Regions from separate parts of the Hordeum vulgare genome. Here region 1 is linked to region 2. The links are chromatin contacts, called in public Hi-C maps. All regions are on one chromosome and are shown on one strand. Each heading gives the region's core, a stretch centred on a gene start, on an enhancer-like site or on the middle of the called end of the contact. The rest is flanking DNA. Distances are from core to core; before and after follow the strand shown. Region 1 holds the start of LOC123398327 (CBL-interacting protein kinase 16). Region 2 holds the start of LOC123398144 (putative CBL-interacting protein kinase 27).

Region 1 (4,820 bases), core at 216-2,715, 320 kb before region 2:
AACTCGACCACGGTCACGTCGGCGGCCACCTCGAACACCTCGGCGGTGACCGCTAGCCGCCCGTTGGCGCCGTCGGCCTTGGCCTCCATTCTGATCCTCCACCCTTTCCCTCTGGTTGTGTTGTACCTCAGCGCCTTGCCCGCCGACTCCAGCTTGTGGAACACGGTGGCCGCCGGCGCGCGGGACGTGAACACCGTGGCGGCCTTCTGCTCGCTCTCGAACAGCCCCGATAGGTCGAACCCGGAGGACATGGAGGATATGAGCTGGAACGCATTGCACGTCCGCGGCGAGATGTTGCCGGAGCTGTCCTCGCTGCCGTCGATCAGGGCGGCGGCGGCGTTGTCGTCGTCCCACTTCCTGGGCGTGACGGGGGAGGAGGGGACGGGCGGCACGAACCCCCTCTTGAACCAGGGCGTGAGCATGATCTCCGGGATGGAGATGCGCTTGGCGGGGTCGACGGCGAGCAGGCGGCCGATGAGGCGGCGCGCCTCGCCGGAGACCCAGGGCGGCATCTGGTACTCGCCCTTGAAGATCTTCTGGTACATCTTGACGTAGTTGTCGTGTTGGAAGGGGAGGAAGCCGCAGAGCAGGACGTAGAGCACGACGCCGCAGGACCACATGTCGGCGCGCGCGCCGTCGTAGCCGCGCTTCCGGAGCACCTCCGGCGCGACGTAGGCCGGGGTGCCGCACTGCGTGTGGAGCAGGCCGTCGTGGCGCAGCTGCTCGGGCAGCGCGGCGAGGCCGAAGTCGGTGACCTTGAGCCGGCCGTCCTCGTCGAGCAGGAGGTTCTCGGGCTTGAGGTCCCGGTGCGCGACGCCGCGGCTGTGGCAGAAGGCGACGGCGGCGACGAGCTGCTGGAAGTAGTTGCGCGCGGCGTCCTCCGTGAGCCTGCCGCGGGCAACCTTGGCGAAGAGCTCCCCGCCGCGCGCGTACTCCATGACGACGAAGACGCGCTGGCGGCTGGCGAGCACCTCCCTGATGCCGACGACGTTGGGGTGGCGCACCATGCGCATGATGGAGATCTCCCGGCGCAGCTGCTCCACCATGCCGTCCGTCTGGCGGAGGCGGGCCTTGTCGATGACCTTGATGGCCACGCTCTGGCCGTCGCGCAGGTCGCGGCCGTAGTAGACCTTGGCGAAGGAGCCCTGCCCCAGCATCCGCCCCAGCTCATACTTGCCCAGCACCAGGTTCCTCACCTCGCCCTCCCGCCCTCTCGCCATTGTTTGTGAGGATTGCTCTGCTTCTGCTTGCTCGGACGCTGTCGACTTGTTTTCGGAGCTCACTGCGGCCGGCCACTGCTGCTGCTGCTCGTCGTTTAGGATTTTAACTAGGTGGGGGTGGGCACGTAGAGATGTGGCGCGTTGATGGGAGCGGGCACATGGGTTTGACGCGGGCGTTGCTGGTTTGTTGAGGGCGGCACACTGGAATTGGAACTGGATGGGCACCGTGGGATCCGCTGCAGCCGGTCGCTTATTTGTACTGGCGTGGGGCGGTGCGGAGCGCGGGACAGGGAGAGGCGCGCAGGTGGCACGGCCCAGGTGGCTAGGCGGGTCGGGGGCGTGTGGGGCCGGCTGGACGCGCCGTGCGGTGCGGTGCGAGAGGAGAGGGGACAGATGTGAAGGCGTCGAGGTGGGGGGTTGGGAGTGGTGGAGGAAGAGTAGTAGCCCGGTCACGGCCCATGAGAGTTGCAGCAGCACGGAAGGAGGAGGAAGAAGGGGGTGGGTGTCTGTCGGCTAACTGGGTCGATTACTATACCCGTTCAACATTTAACGACATGCGGCTGGCGGACCATGTGAGCTTGGACCGGTCATTCCCTCTCAAATCGAAAGGAAAAAAAAATGGGAACTTGGACCGTGCATTTGCTTTGCATGAAACAACCGCGCAGCCTTCCGCGGCGTCAATGGTCCAACGTCCAATGAATCTTCATCTCAGCGTACCTCTTAACCACCGCCGATATTTCATTTTTTATCTCATGTCAATCCTATTTAGACCCCTCTGCATCTAAACCTACTCTGCTTTATTTAGAAAAAGAAGTGGATTCCAAACATTTGGAATCCAGACTTCTACCATTCTTTGTTACAGGTGTTTTCTTTTCTTTCGGAAATATTAAAAACTGTTGTTGACCCTCCTTCCCCCACCGCCCTTTGATGATCGCGTCCCTCATGAGGCGTGATATGTTTATTTTGCATCATCATTTCTTATCATAATTTATTCTATTCGAGTGATATATTTCATATTATGGTACAATTTTAATGTTTTTTCTTCCATAAAATTAAAAACATAGAAAGAGAGGGGGATGCCTTGAATCCCCAACACGGGGAAGATATCATACTGCCGAGGTTGATGTTGCGTTGATAAAAAAGGCCAATGATAACCAAATTTATAGATATTCATAAAATTCATTGCTGGTTAGAAGATATACAAGGGTATGTGGATTTGGTGAGACATGAACAAGCAGATGGAAAATAGAAAATTATTGATATCAAAATTCCTAGTATTTTTCTCTTGGAATTTTTTGCTGAATGGCATACTCGCATTGCAAAAAATGAGAAACACAAAAGGTAGATGATGACAGTGAGGCGGCCCAGAAGAAAGAAGGAAAGCCTGATGAGGTCCACCAAAGGCCGTGTCGACAAATGGAAAAGGGGGGAGGGGAGAAGATATATATATATATATGTATATATATATATATGTATGTATGTATGTATGTATGTATATATATGTATATTATATATATTCCCTCCCCGAGACACGAGGTAAAGAAAATGACGACGACTAGGGCTGGAGGTGAGGAGGAAGCAGGGGAAGTAGACCGTGGTGACAATTTGATGGGAGGAGACTGGGTAATAGGCAAAACAGGCATGGGGGTCGTGGCAAGGGAAAAAACCGGGAGATGGGCAAGTGAGAGGAGGATTTACCCAAGGGCGCGGACGATTTGGGAGATAAGATGCACATATTGATCGTTTTGACGGCATGAAGAATGAGGGAGGATTCACAGGAAATGTTTCCCGTGGATCTGGTAGAAACAATGTTGGGGGTGTTGTATCTCACGCGAGGAATTTTGGAAGTTTTTCACATAATAGAGAAGGTTGAAAGAACTCGTGGAATTCTTCTGCGAAGGTGGCTAATTTTGCAGGGAACAATCAAGAGGAAGTGCAAAAGGGGATGCTTGCCGATGGAGGGCACATATAGGGGCATACAACAAATGACACTTTAGTTTGTACATGTGCCTTTGCAGAATTTGTTGGAAATATGCTCTAGAGGCAATAATAAAATAGTTATTATTATATTTCATGTTTCAAGATAATCGTTTATTATCCATGCTATCATTGTATTGAATGGAAACACAAATGCATCTGTGGATATATGAACAAAACAATGTCCCTAGTGACCCCCTAATTGACTAGCTCGTTGATCAAAGATGGTTAAGGTTTCCTGGCCATAGACAAGTGTTGTCAGTTGATAACGGGATCACATCATTAGGGAATGATGTGATGGACAAGACCTAAACTATAAACGTAGCATGTGATCGTGTCATTTTGTTGCTATTGTTTTCTACATGTCAAGTATACGTTTCTATGACCATGAGATCATGTAACTCACTCACACCGGAGGAATGCCTTGTGTGTATCAAACGTCGCAACGTTACTGGGTGACTGTAAAGGTGCCCTAGAGATATCTCCGAAGGTGTCCGTTGAGTTAGCATGGATCAAGACTGGGATTTGTCACTCTGTATGACGCAGAGGTATCTTGGTGCCCACTCGGTAATACAACATCACAAACAAGCCTTGCAATGTGTCTAAAAGATATAGCCACGTGATCTTGTATTACGGATCGAGTAAAGAGACTTGCCGGTACCGAGATTGAAATAGGTATAGAGATACTGACGATCAAACCTTGGGCAAGTAACATACCGAAGGACAAAGGGACTATTATACGGGATTAACTAAATCCTTGACATAGAGGTTCAACCGATAAGATCTTCATAGAATATGTAGGATCCAATATGGGCATCCAGGTTCCTTTATTGGATATTGACCGTAGAGTGTCTCGGTCATGTGTACATAGTTCTGGAACTCGCAGGGTCTGCGCACTTAAGGTTCGATGACGTTTCAGTATAATTGAATTATTGATGTTGGTAACTATATGTTGTTCGGAGTACCGGATGAGACCCCGGACGTCACGAGGGTTTCCGGAATGGTCCGGAAACGAATATTGATATATAAGAATGTTGCATTTGGCTTCCGGAAATACTTCGGGCATTACGAGTAAAGTACTCGGAGTGACGAATGGGTTCCGGGGTTTTATCGGGAGGGGCCACTCACCCGGGAGAGGACCTAATAGGCCTATGGGTGGCGCACCAGCCCTTAGTGGGCTGGTGAGGCCAGCCCAATAACCTATTTCAGCCAAAGCAAAAATATAAAGGAAAAAGGAAAAAAGGAAGGAGGTGAAGAAGTGGGAAGGGTGTCCTCCACCAAACCGAATTGGAGGAGGACTCCTCCCTCTTGGCTCGGCCGAACCCTTCCACTTTGAGTAGGAGTCAAGGCAACCCTCCCTCTTGTTCCACCTATATATAGTGGAGGTTTGAGAGGCTTTTTGCACCCCAAGCCATAGTGAAACCTGTTGGGTAACGTAGCATAAATTCAAAATTTTCCTACGCATATTCAGATCTTCCTATGGAGAGACCAGCAACGAGAGAGGGGTAAGAGCATCTTCATACCTTTGAAGATCGCTAAGCGGAAGCGTTGCTAGAACGCGGTTGATGGAGTCGTACTCGCAGCGATTCCGATCTAGTGCCGAACTACGGCACCTCCGCGTTC
Region 2 (4,337 bases), core at 954-3,453:
ATGAATTTTTTATTTTAACTTGGTTTTATAAAATAAGTTAAAATGTTTTCTGAAATAAGGTCTTTCAATCGGGTGAAACCAAAAAAATAAAATGAGTGGAATCTGTCTTTGGTATACATGGCACATATTTTGGTGCGAAATTTGTGAAACTTGTTATGTCAAATTTTGAAACTAGTTATTTAAAAAAATTAACCTAATTATTTAATATTTTAAATGACTGGTTTTATTTGTAATTGAGTAAAATCAGTTTTCTGAAATTATTAAAACCAATTATTTACTTTCAGTGAAATTTAACGTGTGAAAAATGTTTTTGCACTGAGTGAAATCAATTTCGAAAATAAGAATAAAAAATAAAATTCAAACAATTTAAAATATACCCAAGATTTGTCTTGTTTTGAAAGGTGTCATCGCTCTTAATTTAAATATATGTAAAAATTCAAAAACAGATGTTAGTTTAAAATATATCAATATAAAAATAATTGCTATGAATATTTTAGGTGTTTTACAAAGTAGAGAGACTAAATATACTTATAATGACACCGTACCATATGCACACACATTCTGAGAAAAGCTGCATTGCATGTAGAGGGCTCCACATGTTAGTTGTATTCCCATGTGAATTCTAACATGCAAATAATTAGCTTGTTTAAACTCAAAATGCTGCACCAATCTCAATGTTTCGCATATGTGATAGATTCGGCATCACTATATAGCAGTTTGGTAAATCCCATTTTTTTTAAAGGCAAACTTGTTTTGAACCCAATTGTTTTTTTGAATTTGTCAAAAACTTAAAAACAGGAACATTTTTTTGAAAATACGAATACTTTGTAAAAAAGCTAATAATTTTTGAATATGTGAACAATTTCTCAAAATAGGATCATCTACTTAAATTCCGAACAAAATAAAAATGTGCACATTTTATCAAATTCTCCGAATGAGTTTTTTAATGTATAATTTTTTGGTCAAATGGATTTATTTTATATTCCGAAAATAATATAAAAATTACAAATAATTTTTGAAATAACCCAAATATTTTTTGTAAATGTGAACAAAATTCAGAACATGAATATTTTTATAAATTTAGAATTTTTTGAAAATGCAAAGAAAATAGGAATAACAAACAAAAAACGAAGGAACAAAAAAACAGGACATAAGAACACCGATTTAGAAACCTTCTAGAATGTCAAAACAGGTGAAGAACCTTGTAGAAGCTTGCTAAAATCAGCGGCTGGTGCACGGCGTGCTAGCCGAACTAAATGGGTTTTCCCAGTATAACACTGCTGCAGGAGATCGCGTGAGCGATTTTAGCGATAGGGTTTGTAACATGAGATACATAGTAATCGTGATTAGTTGCTCCATGTATAGTTTTTCTGTAGAGATGGTATTTTTTGAAAATGCAAAAAAATTGAAAAATATTTTCTTTCAAATTTATACAATTTTTAAAATTCAAAGAGAAAGAAAAGAACAAAAAAGACAAAGAAATGAAGAAAGACCATAAACCGTTACATAAAAAAACCCGCATTAGAGACCTCATACAAGGTCAAAAGCGGCCAAGAATGTTCTAGCAGCTTTCTGAAAGCAGCGGTTCAAAACCGGCCAAGAATCTTCTAAAAGGTTTCTGAAAGCAGCAATTGGTTCACGCCTGAGAATTATGCTAGCGTAAATAAATGGGTTTGCCTTTGCTAAATAATACCCCCCTCCCTTTGAAAATACTTATCATAAAAATGAATAAAATTGATGTATCCATAACTAAAATAAATCTAGATATATTCATTTCAAGGAAAGTATTTCCGAACGGAGGATAAATGTTTTGGCTCAGTAATATCTTGTTTGAAACGAAAACATTTTTTTTGCCTTATCTATTAATTGAAATGAGAAGAGTGTTTGTAACAGGAGTCACACTCTTACACGGCATAAATGATTACCCGCATGAAATAATAATCCCTAATTTCTTTGCTTCTGCGATGATCCAAAGATATGCCTCGTGATCAATATTGTTTAGCAAAATGGTAGAACTAGCGCTCTTGTGCCGTGAAACACATGCATTCCTTTCTATTGGAGACAGTACATAGCGTTGTAACGGGAGATCTTAGTGATTGGGATTGCAGCGGTTGATACATAGCAATCGCGGTTAGTTGCTTCATGTATAGGTTTTTTTTTCTTTTAGACAAAGAAGATGGAGTTCAATTTCGAAAGACAAAAGAGAGCCACGAGTTCGATCCGCTAACAATAGATCATGACATGGCCCAGCAATAACTCCGGCCCGCTCCCATGCCGGACCACCAGATCCACAACGCCTCCACCGCCCTGAACAGTGGGCCCCGCGCATGGCCCTCGTCGTCATCCGAACCCAACACAATACCGTCCACGAAAACCGTCCCCCGTTTCCCTCTCACCGCATACGGTTTCCGTCCGCGCCCATCACTCTCGCGTCCTCCTCCTTCCCGATGCCGTTGGTTGCGTCACAGCCATCCAGGTACTTCCCGCTCTCCGCCGTCCGATCCAGCTCAACGGCTCGATGCGCTTCCCAGATCCGCAAGCGCCGCGATATTTATCCAGCGGCGGCCTCCACCTCCTGCTCCACGGGAAAGCCTTTTCGTGTCTCACACCGCCGGTAACCAACGCCGTCGACGAGAGGTTTTCGTGTACCATCATCTCCTCTACCCCTCGCTGCCTTTGGGAATGCGGAGCAATGTGGAGAAGCACGCGCACTGACCTCGCCGGCAAGCATAGCCTGCGCGGCGGCCGCAATTGCCACCGCAAGCACGTCGAGGACGGGTAGATCCTGCGTCGACAGTCGCCGGCCGGTTCAGTGCGGGGCTCGAGGCTCGCGCACGCAGGGAGGAGGGGGGCGGCAATGGAGGACGCTGCGGAGGGCAAGACGAACGTGCTGCAGGGGAAGTACGAGCTGGGGCGGGTGCTGGGGCACGGCAACTTCGGCCGGGTGCACGCGGCGCGGGACCTGCGCACGGGCCGCGGGGTGGCGGTTAAGGTGGTGGCCAAGGACAAGGTGGAGCGCGCCGGGATGGTGGAGCAGATCAAGCGGGAGATCGCGGTGATGAAGATGGTGTCCCACCCCAACATCGTCGAGCTGCACGAGGTGCTTGCCACGCGCACCAAGATCTACCTGGCCCTCGAGCTCGTCCGCGGCGGCGAGCTCTTCGCCCGGATCTCCCGCGCCGGCCGCCTCCGGGAGGACGTCGCGAGGCGGTACTTCCGCCAGCTCATCTCCGCGGTCGACTTCTGCCACGGCCGGGGCGTGTACCACCGCGACCTCAAGCCCGAGAACCTGCTCCTCGACGAGGCCGGCAACCTCAAGGTCGCCGATTTCGGGCTCAGCGCGCTCGCCGGCCATGCACGCCCCGACGGGCTGCTCCACACCGCGTGCGGCACGCCGGCATACGTGGCCCCCGAGGTGCTCGGCGGGAACGGCTACGACGGCGCCAAGGCGGACATCTGGTCCTGCGGTGTCATCCTCTACGTGCTTCTCGTCGGCGCCCTGCCGTTCCAGGACGAGAACCTCATGTCCATGTACCGCAAGATGCAGCGCGGCGGCTTCCTCTGCCCGTCGTGGGTCTCCAAGGACGCCCGGAAGTTGATCGGCAGGCTTCTCGACCCCAACCCGAGTAGCCGCATCACGATCGCCAGCCTCGTCGAGTCACCGTGGTTCAAGAAGACGTCGTCCATTCCGAGCCCCCTCTTGGAGCCCGTGTCATCAGCGGCCGCGCGCGGCAACGGCGAGGACAAGGACGAGCCTCCGGAGGCGCTGAACGCTTTCCACCTGATCTCCCTCTCCGCGGGCTTCGATCTCTCGCCGCTGTTCGACCAGGAACCTTCGACGGGGCGTGGGACGAGGGGCGGCGTCATGCGGTTCGCGACGCGGGAGCCGGCGAGCGGCGTGATCTCGCGGCTGGAGGGCCTGGCGACCGGCGGTGCAATGCGCGTGACGAAGAGTGGGGCGCGCGGGGTGCGGCTGGAGGGCGCCGAGCGCGGGCGCAAGGGGCGGCTCGGGGTGGCGGCGGAGTTCTTCAGCGTGGCGCCGTCCGTGCTCGTGGTCGACGTCAAGAAAGACGGCGGCGACACGATGGAGTACCGGTCGTTCTGCAGCGACGAACTCCGGCCGGCGCTCAAGGACATCGTGTGGGCTGCTGCTGCTGCCGCCGCCGCGTCCCCCGGTGACCCCCCTGCCCCCACCTGATGTCGCTGTCGTCCACGCCACCATTATTGCCCCTGCCACTGTTGCTATCCGGCCGTAATTAGGTGTGCATTATTGTTCGGCGTCGAAGTTGATGGCTGCTCCTGCTGCCGCTGCCGGTATGGTTGTAGTAGTTGGCTAG

What was found. Hi-C and Micro-C count contacts between places; a contact is called where the count stands out from the background.
Region 1: a contact with region 2 is called in a Hi-C map of seedling, with 2.8 times the contacts expected there. The contact joins the promoter of LOC123398327 here to the promoter of LOC123398144 in region 2. A contact is called at or near these places in 1 of 6 Hi-C or Micro-C datasets (seedling) and 1 of 1 datasets of contacts at active chromatin or transcription factors (embryo).

Annotation. Positions count from the first base shown.
Region 1 is chr5H:445,720,625-445,725,444 of MorexV3_pseudomolecules_assembly, reverse strand. LOC123398327 (CBL-interacting protein kinase 16) reads right to left here and starts at 1,465. Exons shown (of 1, transcript XM_045092809.1): 1 at 1-1,465. The coding sequence starts at 1,220.
Region 2 is chr5H:445,397,580-445,401,916 of MorexV3_pseudomolecules_assembly, reverse strand. LOC123398144 (putative CBL-interacting protein kinase 27) reads left to right here and starts at 2,203. Exons shown (of 1, transcript XM_045092650.1): 1 at 2,203-4,337. The coding sequence starts at 2,858. The coding sequence ends at 4,198.